Regions from separate parts of the Ovis aries genome. Here region 1 is linked to region 2. The links are chromatin contacts, called in public Hi-C maps. All regions are on one chromosome and are shown on one strand. Each heading gives the region's core, a stretch centred on a gene start, on an enhancer-like site or on the middle of the called end of the contact. The rest is flanking DNA. Distances are from core to core; before and after follow the strand shown. Region 1 has its middle 15 kb from the start of DACT2. Region 2 has its middle 16 kb from the start of FRMD1.

Region 1 (5,867 bases), core at 827-3,326, 81 kb before region 2:
TAGCCCCTGCTCAGCGCTGCTCTGAGAGGCACAGGCAGGGTGTTTGTCACCTGCCTCCAGACGTGCTCACACCCCCGTGTCTCCTCCCCCAGGAGCCAGCCCTGCCCCCACCACCCCACTCCCCTCCCTTCACGTCCGACCCACAGATAGACTAGCGGCCTTCCGTCTGCAGCCAGGACAGGCCTGGGTGATGGGGAAGCAGACGTTGCCAAGGTGAAGATGACCCAGGGGAGCCCAGGATGTGGCTTAAGCTGCCCCTCCCGGGGCGTCTCGGTCATGAGGATTGACCTCCGGCCCAGAAATCGCATTTTGAACACGTCTCCTGGCTTGCGCCCCTGCAGCCGCTCGGAGGCTCCAGAACTCAGAAGCGCTGACCCGGAAGCTGTGGCTGGAGGTGAAGGGCTTCCTTTCCCAGCCTCTCAGGGCTCGTCTGCCCCCTCTCCTTCGGGAACTGAACACCACTCCTGGCCATCTGCTTCCCTGGTGGCTCAGACGGTAACGCGTCTGCCTGCAGTGCGGGAGACCTGGGTCCCTGGGTCGGAAAGATCCCCTGGAGGAGGAAATGGCAACCCACTCCAGTACTCTTGCCTGGAGAATCCCATGGACAGAGGAGCCTCGTAGGCTACAGTCCATGGGGTTGCAAAGAGTCAGACACGACTGAGCAACTTCGCTTTCTCTCTTTCCTGACCACGTGCCACAGGCGGGGGAGCTGAGCGCCCAGGCAACCGCTCCGACCCCGAGGCGTTAAGTGGTAGTCACTCAGTCGTGTCCGACTCTGCGACCCTCATGGACTGTAACCCTCCAGGCTCCTCTGCCCACGGGATTTCCCAGGCAAGGATACTGGAGCGGGTCGCCATTCCCTTCTCCAGGGGAGATTCCCAACCCACATACCCAACCTGCGCCTCCTGCTTTGCCGGCAGATGCTTTACCGCCTGAGCCACCAGGGAAGCAGGGCCCTAACCTGGGAGAACCTGAAGCCCGGCGCAGAGGTGGGGCCGGCGGGGCCCCAGGGCAGCCCCCCAGCACTGGGGACCCCAGGGCGCAGGCAGCGTACGGCCGCACCCTCCCCAGGGCCCCTCCTGGGATGGGCTCCGCAGTCACCAGTGTCTATGCCCCCGAGGGGGGTCCCCCGCCTGTCCACGCCCCCGGGGAGGGGTCCCCCGCCTGCTCACGCCCCCCTGCCTGCTCACACCCCTGGGGAGGGTTCCCCCTTTTGCTCACGCCCCCCCTCCCCCATCTGCTCATGCCCCCCCGCCCCCCCCCCCCGCCTACTCACGCACCCCTCCTGCCTGCTCACACCCCCGGGGAGGGGTCCTCTGTCTGCTCAGAAGGACACAGGTCTGGGTTCTCGGGTCCCTGAGCCCAGGTGAGCCTGACCTGCCTGATCCTCTGGTGGCTGGAGGGCCGCTGGGCTGCCTGGACCCCCCAGGGGCCTGCCCTCTGCTTGGTGGGCGCCCCCTCCCCCCCACGAAGCCTCCTGGGGGACCGGACGTCTGGTCAACGTCTCCACAGGAGGGATCAGGTTGCTCAGCCCTGCGCCCCCAGCCACACCTTCCCCCCCCCCCGCACCCCCGCCCCCCGACCCTCAGGGAGACCGACGTCAGCCACACCCACTCCCTCCTCCGCGTCTCCAGCTGCACACCTGCTGCCGGCACAGGCCCGCCCTGCCCGGAAGGCCACCCTTATCCACCCTTCCAGACTGAGGTGTCTGGACACTTCCTCCTTCCTCCAGCCCCGTCCGCACACAGAGCTTTTCTGCAGGCCCCGCAGTTCCGTGCCGAGGCTTCCTCCTCCCTTGAAGGCACCCACGAGGGTCTCCAGGCCCCAGAGCGCGTACTGGGGCCCGGCCTGGATGCGGCGCTGCAGAGGCGGGCCCAGCAGCTCAGGAGCAGGCAGAAGCCCTGGCCGCTCTTCCTGGGGCTTCTCGCCTCGGCGTCGGAGGTCACGGCCGCTGCTCCAGGGGCCCGTCATGACCCCTATTTTCAGAAGGTAACCCAGATAAGGAGTTATTCTAAGCCCTTTGTTCGGTTCCAGTCTTCCCCGCAGGCTCAGCGCTCACTCCCGTGTCTTCCCGGGGAAGGAGGATCCAGTCTGTCAAACCCGCAGGCAGGGCCCGCCGCTGCCCCGGAGGCTGTGCAGGGCGCCTTCCGCCCCGCACCCTCGGGCTCCGGCCCCGGCTGGCCCTTCCTCACCCCATGTCTCCCAAGGTGGGCTCATGGAGCCGCTCACGGAGTCACCCAAAGCCTCCTCTCTAAGATCCTTCTGCTCAAATCAACTCCCGATAAATCCCGCCCGGCTTCCGCAAACCCCATAGCCTGTGTTCTGAACGTGTGGATCCCGTGGCCTCCACTGACTACACAGCTCCTGTTAGGTTTTCCTGTGTGTCTTCGCCTGTATTTGTGAGATACCTTGTTAAAAGTGCGGGTCTGGTGACTGGCAGAGAGTAAATGTTCCAATGACAGTTGGTATCATTTCTCTTACCATCTAGATTTTTCATCCTCTCAAGGACAGTAAAACCACCCTGTGTTGTTTTAACCCAACAGGTTAAAACTGACTCTGACAGTTACTGAGTGGTTGCAAAGTGGAAGGGCCTCCTGTCTATTAAGTCACGTACAGCCGCTCCACGAGGCGTTGAGGACCCAACATCCCACCAGCAGAGAACTTAGCAGCAGTGACTGTGGCCCATTCAGGGCCTCTGGCTGGTTCCTGACTCCACTGCTGGCTCCTTCCAACAGTTTCTGCACGTTCTTGGTGAGGGAGGGAGCAAGCAGTCCGCCGTCGGCAGGGACCGCCCGTCGCCCACGTGGTCTTCTGCAGTTGCCTGGGGCTCGAATGTTGCCATCGCTGGCAGGCGTGGTGCTGAGGTGACGGGGCGCAGAGCTGTCGTAAATCAGGGTGCACGGGCTCTGCTCTGGCCTGTTCCTCAGACCGACGATCAACAGCTTCATCTTGAAACAGAGCCATGAGCCATGACAATGGAAACGCCCTCTGAGGAGGACCTGCCCAGAGTTTCATATTTTACTTGATGAATAAAATCACACACCCTTTGCTAGAAAGCCTCTGGGTGCTTACACAACATTTTAAGACCGAAACTGATAAATTCACTGGCGTTGAACTGCCCACTAAGTCAGCCAGCCTAGGAGCTGATTCTCGTCTCCCAGCAAGGTGCTCTGGGCATCTGGTCGGCAATGCCCAGGGTCACCATGGGCATGGAGCGGACACGTGAGCAGCTCCCTGGGTAAACACAGATCCGCCCCCTCCGCCCAAGGCCCGTGGGGGTCACCGGGCGGCTTGGAGCTGAGAGGCAGGGATGGGACTCGTGAACTGGCTTCTAAGCCCAGGCAGAGACCCTGACAGGGGCTCGCCCACCCCCGCACCCCTGCAGCGTCACCTGAAGGACCGCAGACGAGGGCGGTTCACAGGCTCTGCCTGCTCAGCAGCCTGATTAAGCTGGCTGAGGAAGAGGGTGGCCCGCATCAGCGGTTTCTGGAAGTGTCCCGGGAAATTCCACACACAGTCAGTAGGACAAGCCCTGGAGAAGTGAAGCGAGCTGTGAGGAGCTCTTCTCCCACAGAAGCAGTGGGAGCCATGAGGCTCGGCTGGGCCTGGCCTGAGAGATGCCCCATCTCATTGGGGTACCAAGCAGAGCACCCAGGGTTTCCCCACAGAGAGTCCTGGGGTCCCAGCCGGTGTCGTCCCCACAATTCTCAGCCACCTGTTTATTGAGAAGGTGGAAGTCCTGCGTTCGGTCCAGTGACTCTGACCAGGAGGTCTGACTCCCGAGCCCGCAGTTCACACTGCAGTGACCCCGTCCCCCACACTGACTCTGGGGTCAGACACAGGTGGCGATGCGTCAGGGCTGACACGGGCCTGGAGTCCGTCACTGAGGGTCAGTGTCTTCGGGGTGTCCAGGGAGGGCCAGTGGGCACTCCTGGGTGCCTCGCAGCAACAAGCAGACGGAGGTTTACGAAGCGCAGCGCTTGGTGCATAGCTGTTTGGTTGCTAAGTCACGTCCGACTCTTCTCGACCCCATGGCCTGTAGCTCACCAAGTACTCAGTAAATGTGCAATAAATTAAGAGAGAAACACAGCCTAAAAGTTAGGAGACTATGGGCAGAATTTCCCTTCCTTTAGTTCCCTGCTCTTCCGGATTATCTGATTAATTCTTTAATATTTATATGTAGCTGACTTCATAACGTTATGATTTTTTTAAATAATGAAGTTTTTGAAAATAATAACACTTGATTTAGCCAGATGGTGTGGCCAAAGCCTTGTCTCCACGCAGCACAGACTTTCTGACCGGCGATGCTTTCACTCGCTCTGTCTGTCTCTGACCTAAAGACACACAGACGGAGCTGAACAGATGCGCGGCTGCCGTGGAGCAGGTCACAGCAAGCGTGTGGCGAGATCCAGGCCCTGATCTAACAGAGAGCACCCCATAAGCCTCCGCCAACCAGGGGAGAGCCACCTCGAGACACAGACACCAAGGCTGTGGACAGGGCGGGCCCAGGAGAGGGGTGGTCCAGCCTGCTGGGAGGGGCAGTCAGGCGAAGGGCCCAGTGTGGGGGGAGGGGGCTGGGGCAGCGTGAGCCCCCCAGGGAGACAAGGGCTCCTTCTCTCCCGGCAAGACAGCGTCGGGGGCCAGGCCTCCCCTGGCCGACGGGCCCAGGGTGGACAAGGCCGGGGGGCAGCCCAGCAGGTTCGGAGATCGCACAAGCCAGGAGGGGGTTCATAAACAGACCCCTTTGTCTACACACAAAGAAAAGCTCAAGCGCTGGCTCGGTGGTAAAGGACCCACCTGCCGCTGTAAGGCACACAAGAGACACAGGCTCGATCCCTGGGTGGGGAAGATCTCCTGCAAGGCACACAAGAGACACAGGCTCGATCCCTGGGTGGGGAAGATCTCCTGCAAGGCACACAAGAGACACAGGCTCGATCCCTGGGTGGGAAGATCTCCTGCAAGGCACACAAGAGACACAGGCTCGATCCCTGGGTGGGGAAGATCTCCTGCAAGGCACACAAGAGACACAGGCTCGATCCCTGGGTGGGGAAGATCTCCTGCAAGGCACACAAGAGACACAGGCTCGATCCCTGGGTGGGGAAGATCTCCTGCAAGGCACACAAGAGACACAGGCTCGATCCCTGGGTGGGGAAGATCTCCTGCAAGGCACACAAGAGACACAGGCTCGATCCCTGGGTGGGGAAGATCTCCTGCAAGGCACACAAGAGACACAGGCTCGATCCCTGGGTGGGGAAGATCTCCTGCAAGGCACACAAGAGACACAGGCTCGATCCCTGGGTGGGGAAGATCTCCTGCAAGGCACACAAGAGACACAGGCTCGATCCCTGGGTGGGGAAGATCTCCTGCAAGGCACACAAGAGACACAGGCTCGATCCCTGGGTGGGAAGATCTCCTGCAAGGCACACAAGAGACACAGGCTCGATCCCTGGGTGGGGAAGATCTCCTGCAAGGCACACAAGAGACACAGGCTCGATCCCTGGGTGGGGAAGATCTCCTGCAAGGCACACAAGAGACACAGGCTCGATCCCTGGGTGGGGAAGATCTCCTGCAAGGCACACAAGAGACACAGGCTCGATCCCTGGGTGGGGAAGATCTCCTGCAAGGCACACAAGAGACACAGGCTCGATCCCTGGGTGGGGAAGATCTCCTGCAAGGCACACAAGAGACACAGGCTCGATCCCTGGGTGGGGAAGATCTCCTGCAAGGCACACAAGAGACACAGGCTCGATCCCTGGGTGGGGAAGATCTCCTGCAAGGCACACAAGAGACACAGGCTCGATCCCTGGGTGGGGAAGATCTCCTGCAAGGCACACAAGAGACACAGGCTCGATCCCTGGGTGGGGAAG
Region 2 (6,045 bases), core at 175-2,674:
TGTGTCTGTGCATGTGTGTGTGTGTCTGTGTGCGGGAATGTGTGTGTCTGTGTGTGTGTGTGCGGGAATGTGTGTGTCTGTGCACGTGTGTGTGTGTGTGTGTGCGGGAATGTGTGTGTGTGTGTGTGTGTGTGTGTGTGTGTGGGAATGTGTGTGTCTGTGCATGTGTGTGTCTGTGTATCTGTGTGTGGGAATGTGTGTGTCTGTGCACGCGCGTGTGTGTGTGTGTGTGGGAATGTGTGTGTGTGTGTGTGTCTGTGTGCGGGAATGTGTGTGTGTGTGTGTGTGTCTGTGTGCGGGAATGTGTGTGCGTGTGTGTGTGTGTGTCTGTGTGCGGGAATGTGTGTGTCTGTGCACGTGTGTGTGTCTGTATGTGGGAATGTGTGTGTCTGTGTGTGTCTGTGTGTGTGTCTGTGTGCGGGAATGTGTGTGTGTGTGTGTGTGTCTGTGTGTGGGAATGTGTGTGTCTGTGCATGTGTGTGTGTGTCTGTGTGCGGGAATGTGTGTGTGTGTGTGTGTGTCTGTGTGTGGGAATGTGTGTGTCTGTGCATGTGTGTGTGTGTCTGTGTGCGGGAATGTGTGTGTCTGTGCACGTGTGTGTGTGTCTGTGTGTGGGGGTGTGTGTGTCTGTGTGTGTGTGTGTGTGTGTGTGTGTGTGTGTGTGCGGGAATGTGTGTGTCTGTGCGTGCGTGTGTGTGTGTCTGTGTGTGGGAATGTGTGTGTCTGTGTGTGTGTGTGTCTGTGTGTGGGAATGTGAGTGTCTGTGTGTGTGTGTGTCTGTGTGTGGGAATGTGTGTGCGTGTGTGTGTGTCTGTGTGCGGGAATGTGTGTGTCTGTGCGTGTGTGTGTGTGTGTGTGTGGGAATGTGTGTGTCTGTGCACGCGTGTGTGTCTGTCTGTGTGTGGGAATGTGTGTGTCTGTGCACGTGTGTGTGTCTGTGTGGGAATGTGTGTGTCTGTGTGTGTCTGTGTGTGTGTCTGTGTGCGGGAATGTGTGTGTGTGTGTCTGTGTGTGTATGTGTGTGTGTGCCTGTGTGTATGAGTGTGTATAGGTAACTTTCTGTGTGTGTGTCTCTATACATGTCTGTGTGTGTGTGTGTGTGTGTGTCCGTGGGATACCGCGGTCAGAGGCTCAGTAGTGCCTGGAAGACGAAGCGCCAGCTCACTCACGCTGCAGTCACACTGAGGGAAGGCCCGACGTGAAGTCCCAGGAAGACCCGAGAGGACAGGACTCAGACGCGCTGTAAACAAGAACGGCTCATCACCGTGACCGGGTCATCCCTCCCCCCTCACTCCAGCTGTCAGCGTTCACAACGGGGAAGGAACAAGTCTCACCCTGAAGCCACTTTTCAGAAACTGACCTCACACCACTGTCCTCTCAGCCCCAAAGAAAACTCGGAGCTGACTCCAGGCAAAGGGTCACTGATAGGCCCGTCCAGGGAGGTGGGGACCCAGGGTATTAGGGTGAGAGAAGCATGGTGCTGAGGGGGCCAGGACCGAGCAAGTAGGGGGCCAGGCTGGAGCTCCCCTTGACGCTCCTCTCTGGGGGCTCCGGGCCAGGCTGGGACTGGGGCTCGGTGGATCCTCCCCCTGGCTGCCTCAGGACAGGACCTTCCTCCACTGGACAGGCCCATGGCCCCTGAGAGGAGATACATTGTTCCCTCTGAGCAGAAACAGGCTGAGATCGGAGCCGAGATACCCAGCTGAGCACCGCCCTGGGGTGTAAGCTCGGCCGTTGGTCTGTCTCTGCAAAGGTCGGGGTCTTTCTATCACATCAGAGTCCTCAGCTGGGGCCTCAGAGAGCTGGGTGGGGGGACAGGGCGAGGGGAGGGCCCGAGCGTGCGTCCGCACCTGCCTGATAGTGTTTGAACTTCCTGGTTACTGAGATGAGGCTTCTTTTCTGATGAGGACGTCTACAGTTGAAGGATGTTGTCAAAGCAGAAGGCACTGGGTTTTCAGCCAGCATTGCCTGAAAGAGGCTTACCTGGCCCTGCCTGGCTCATCCCAGATTCTGAGACCTCGTGAATTCACAGGGAGAAGGCGTATGGCGGCTGCGGGGCACAAGACCCCCGTGGGCCAGGCCTCGCTGTGGGCCAGAGGAAGCCCGGGAGTCTTCACACCTACGCCCCTTCCTGAGCAGAGGCTACGGCTGTGCCGGAGGGTTAACCGCCTTTGTGCAGAGCTGTTGGGTTCATCAGACACAATAGACAGCTGGTTACTAGCCGGCTTCTCGTCTCTGGGCGGCTGACTCCCACGGCAAAGCCAGTCTATCTCTGCCTTGGCATCCCTTTCGAAAGGCCCCGGGGTTGGGTCTGCAGTCGCTGCTTTGCACCAAGGCGGGGCGCAAGCCCTGCTCTCACCGAGAGGAGCAGAGGTTTTGGCCGCGGAAGGCGGGGCTGCTCTGGCCGGCTGGAGGGTCTCCTGTGGGGTGAGTTTCCTGGGGGGCCGGGGAGGGGGTCTCTGCTCTGTGACCAGCTCCTCCCTCTGTCTGCAGCCACAGGGCTGCTCCTCAGGCAGGGCAGCCGGACATGTAACATAACGCAGGGACACCTCCAGCCGGTGGTGTTTCACGAGTTTGCAAATTTATTTCGTGCGGAGTTGGGTTGGGGGATGTTGGTCCACCTACAGGCTAACATTACCGCGATGAGCTTTGTAAATTTAACTAAGTTGGAGGGTGCCTGGAGGACTTCCTGGAGGAGAAAATGGCAGCCCAGTCCAGTATTCTTGCCTGGAACATTCCATGGACGGAGGAGCCTGTCGGGCTGCGGCCCCTGGGGTCCCCACTGGACAGCTGCACTTGCGTTCCTGCGTGGAGGAGCCCTGCTGCTGCCCAGGCTCCCGCTATCCCCCGTCCCCTGCCTCTGAAAGAGACCTCTCTCCTGGAGTTTTCCTGCCAGCTCTTACTCTTGGTAATCACAGCGGGCGATGCTGCCAGGCACCTCTGCGCTTCCCTGCCTTACCTGTCAAGGGCTGAGAGGGAGAGGCAGCCCCGAGCCCGGGGTGGGGGCCAAGCAGTGAGCAGAGGCTCGCCAGGGAGCGAGCGTGCAGGGACCCCCGTGCCTGAGCCAGAGGGCGCCGAGGGGACACGGGGGCGGAGTGCAGGAGGGGCCCCAGCCCCCGGGGAAGCTGGGAGCCGCGCCCAGGCTGTGACTGGTGCAGGTGAGTCAGCAAGACCCGGAGGAGAGGTGAGCTCCTGACGGAGAAGCGCAGGCGGCAGTCTCCGGGGTTGGGGGAACTGGGAGGGGCGCCGGGCTGGGAACACCCTGAGACGTTCGCGAGCGCGCACAGCCGCAAGGACATCGGACATCCGGACATCCGGGAGGAGCAGGGAGAAGCCCTGCAGAGAGGAGCATTTGCGTAAGGCCCAGGCCATGTTTCCGGAAGGGACGCTTTCACTTAGTCATGATCGCCCTGGAGCAAAAACTGTCCTGTGACTCACCTGCAGGCTGACCCCAGACCTGCAGGGGCCGCAGGGCCGAGAGGGAGATTCGGAAAGCAAGCTCTTGTGGACACTCGCCCGCCAGTGGCCACACTGAAAGAGGACTTTTTGCTGCTCATTCAAGATGGTTTCAGTCCCTCAAGCCAGACTTGTCCAGTGGTGTAATATTCTTCCCCAAGAACCACCCTGAGAGGCTGAGGAATGAGGCTAGAAGTGATGTCATAAAGTTTAGACTGGAGACATTAGGAGGTGAATCTCAGGATGCCTGGGGGACATTTTCCTTGAATTCATGCAGTCCAGACAGACCCAGGACGTGGGCACTGACCAGGTGACGAAGCCTCCAGGATACAGGACTGTGATGAACGTGTCACCAGTCAGAGGACTCGCCCTGCGCCTGACTAGGACATCAGACAGGAAACGCAGCAAACATCTGTGGTCACCACAAGGCTGCAGGCTGCCTGCCACCTCATCCACATCCCCTTCCCCGTGGTCTCTGCGGGGCCCAGGAGGCCTCCATGTCCACCCCGTGCAGGTAGCCATGGCTTCTCCCCTGGAATGCCCCTCTTCCTCCTTACGCTCTAGAAACTTCCACCATCTTTCCAGACCCACCTCTTTCCAGGTCCTCGCCTCCCACCCTTCCCCATACCCCGCATCCTGCCCATGCCTTTGGAGTCCCCAGTCTTTCCCAGTCTACAGGGCAAGGTATGTCCCTCTTCAGCCTCAGCTACCGTGGGGGAAAACGACGGACCTGAGAGCCAGGCAGCAGCCCTCCCTTCCTGCGGGACCTCAGCCCCGTGGGGCTGCTGCTTCTCCTCTGCCCTCCAGGCTGTCTGTTCGCGCAGGCGGAGACCTCCTCCCACTCCCGACATCCTTCGTGCATTTTCCCTTCTCTTTCTTTTATTTCGTGTTTTTTTGTTAAAAGTTCACCGGTGAGCCGGCGGCACTGAGCCTCAGCTGACGGAGTGGACGCTGCGGAGGCGTTTCAGAGCCTGGAGCACTCACTGCCGCTTGCAGCCTGTCGAGAGACAGATCTGAAGCTACAGACTTTCTACCATGTGTGCCAAGCCCTCCAGCCGTGTCTGACTCTGTGACCCCATGGACGGCAGCCCCCCGGGCTCCTCTGTGCATGGGGATTCTCCAAGCAAGAACACTGGAGTGGGTTGCTGTGCCCTCCTCCAGGGGATCTTCCCAACCCCGGGGATGGAACCTGTGTCTCTTGCGTCTCCAACACTGGCAGGCGGGTCCTTTACCACTAGCGCCACCTGGGAAGCCCGTCTATCATTACAGATTTTCCCTTATAACTAAACCCAGAAAGCGCAAGAAACAGTGCTGTCCTTCTGCTGAAGGCAAGTCCCCCATGGACCGACCTGGGAGGGACCGCAGCAAGTGCAGGACTTAGTGGGTCCCTGACCGGTGGAGAGAACCCCGCGCCCCCAGAGGCCCCACCACAGTAGTATTTGCAGGCTTGGACTGCCACCTACTGGAAACAAGCAGAAAGAACACAGAAGGAAAGCAGGTTCTGCCCAGAGCACCTTCCACTCCAGGCCTTTTGTCCTTGGAAGCCTGGCACCGAGGCGGCAAGTGCACACATCAGGACTTGTGGGATGGGCAGGGGGCCCGGCTCAGAGCTCAGAGAGACGCTGCACCACCCTACGACTTAGCCCAAACACCAGGTCAAAGGACCAACCGAACATGAAGACTCCATGAGGAAGCTGATGGCTGAACGATCTTGTCGCATAGGGAAACATCACAAGTCACACAAACATGCGTCCTACCTAAAACCTAGGAACACGTGTCTTCAGCCTCAGTAGTTTCTCATTATGTGGTGGCCTTTTGTAACCTACTGAGGTGTTTCAAGTACCCTTAGAAATAGGACCCAAATGGCACTTTACAAAGTTCCCAGCAAGCGCCTCCTTTACCCTGAGATTGAGCTCTGGTGGAGGGTGGGGGGAAGGTACGACGATGATTCTGGCCACAGTGGCAGCCGTTTGTGAGAACTTCCTCGGAATCTCTAACGTGATGAAGGGGCTGGTCCTGGGGTTATCTCCATTCTATAGATGAGATTGGTCAGTCACTAAGTCCTGTCTGACTCGGAGACCCCATGGACTGCAGCACACGAGCCTTCCCCGCCCTTCACCAACTGCCGGAGCTCGTTTAAACTCATGTCCATGGAGTCGGTGAGGCCATCCAACCATCTCATCCTCTGTCGTCCCCTTCTCCTCCTGCCTTCAATCTTTCCCAGCATCAGGGTCTTTTCCAGGGAGTCAGCTCTTCGCATCAGGTGGCCACAGTATTGGAGTTTCAGCTTCAGCATCAGTCCCTCCAATGACTATCCGGGTTGATCTCCTTTAGGACTCACTGGGTCGATCTCCTTGCAGTCCAAGGGACTCTCCAGAGTCTCCTCTACAGGTGAGGAGACAGGCATAAAGGACCTAAGAAGAGTACTGAGGGTCCTGCACTCCTGGAAGTGGCAGAAAGGGACTCTCCTCTTTGGCTACATTTAATCCTGGAGCAATTTACACTTTCAGGTGTGTGAGTCTGAGAGTCACGGATGTTCCCAATCGGATCCAACGCTTCGGAAGATCCTTTCCCAAAGGAAGGCAACTT

Evidence for each region. A called contact is a pair of places that touch in the nucleus more often than the background predicts.
Region 1: a Hi-C map of mesenteric adipose tissue shows a contact between it and region 2, with 2.6 times the contacts expected there. The contact joins two enhancer-like sites. A contact is called at or near these places in 6 of 16 Hi-C or Micro-C datasets (hypothalamus, liver, mesenteric adipose tissue and 2 more).

Annotation. Positions count from the first base shown.
Region 1 is chr8:90,250,955-90,256,821 of ARS-UI_Ramb_v3.0, reverse strand. No RefSeq gene overlaps it. Among named protein-coding and RNA genes, the nearest start is that of DACT2, 15 kb to the right of the region's middle. Within about 2 kb of position 2,076, at least 3 of the 54 cell types and tissues checked have an H3K27ac peak or open chromatin away from gene starts, as enhancers often do.
Region 2 is chr8:90,169,385-90,175,429 of ARS-UI_Ramb_v3.0, reverse strand. No RefSeq gene overlaps it. Among named protein-coding and RNA genes, the nearest start is that of FRMD1, 16 kb to the right of the region's middle. Within about 2 kb of position 1,424, at least 1 of the 54 cell types and tissues checked has an H3K27ac peak or open chromatin away from gene starts, as enhancers often do.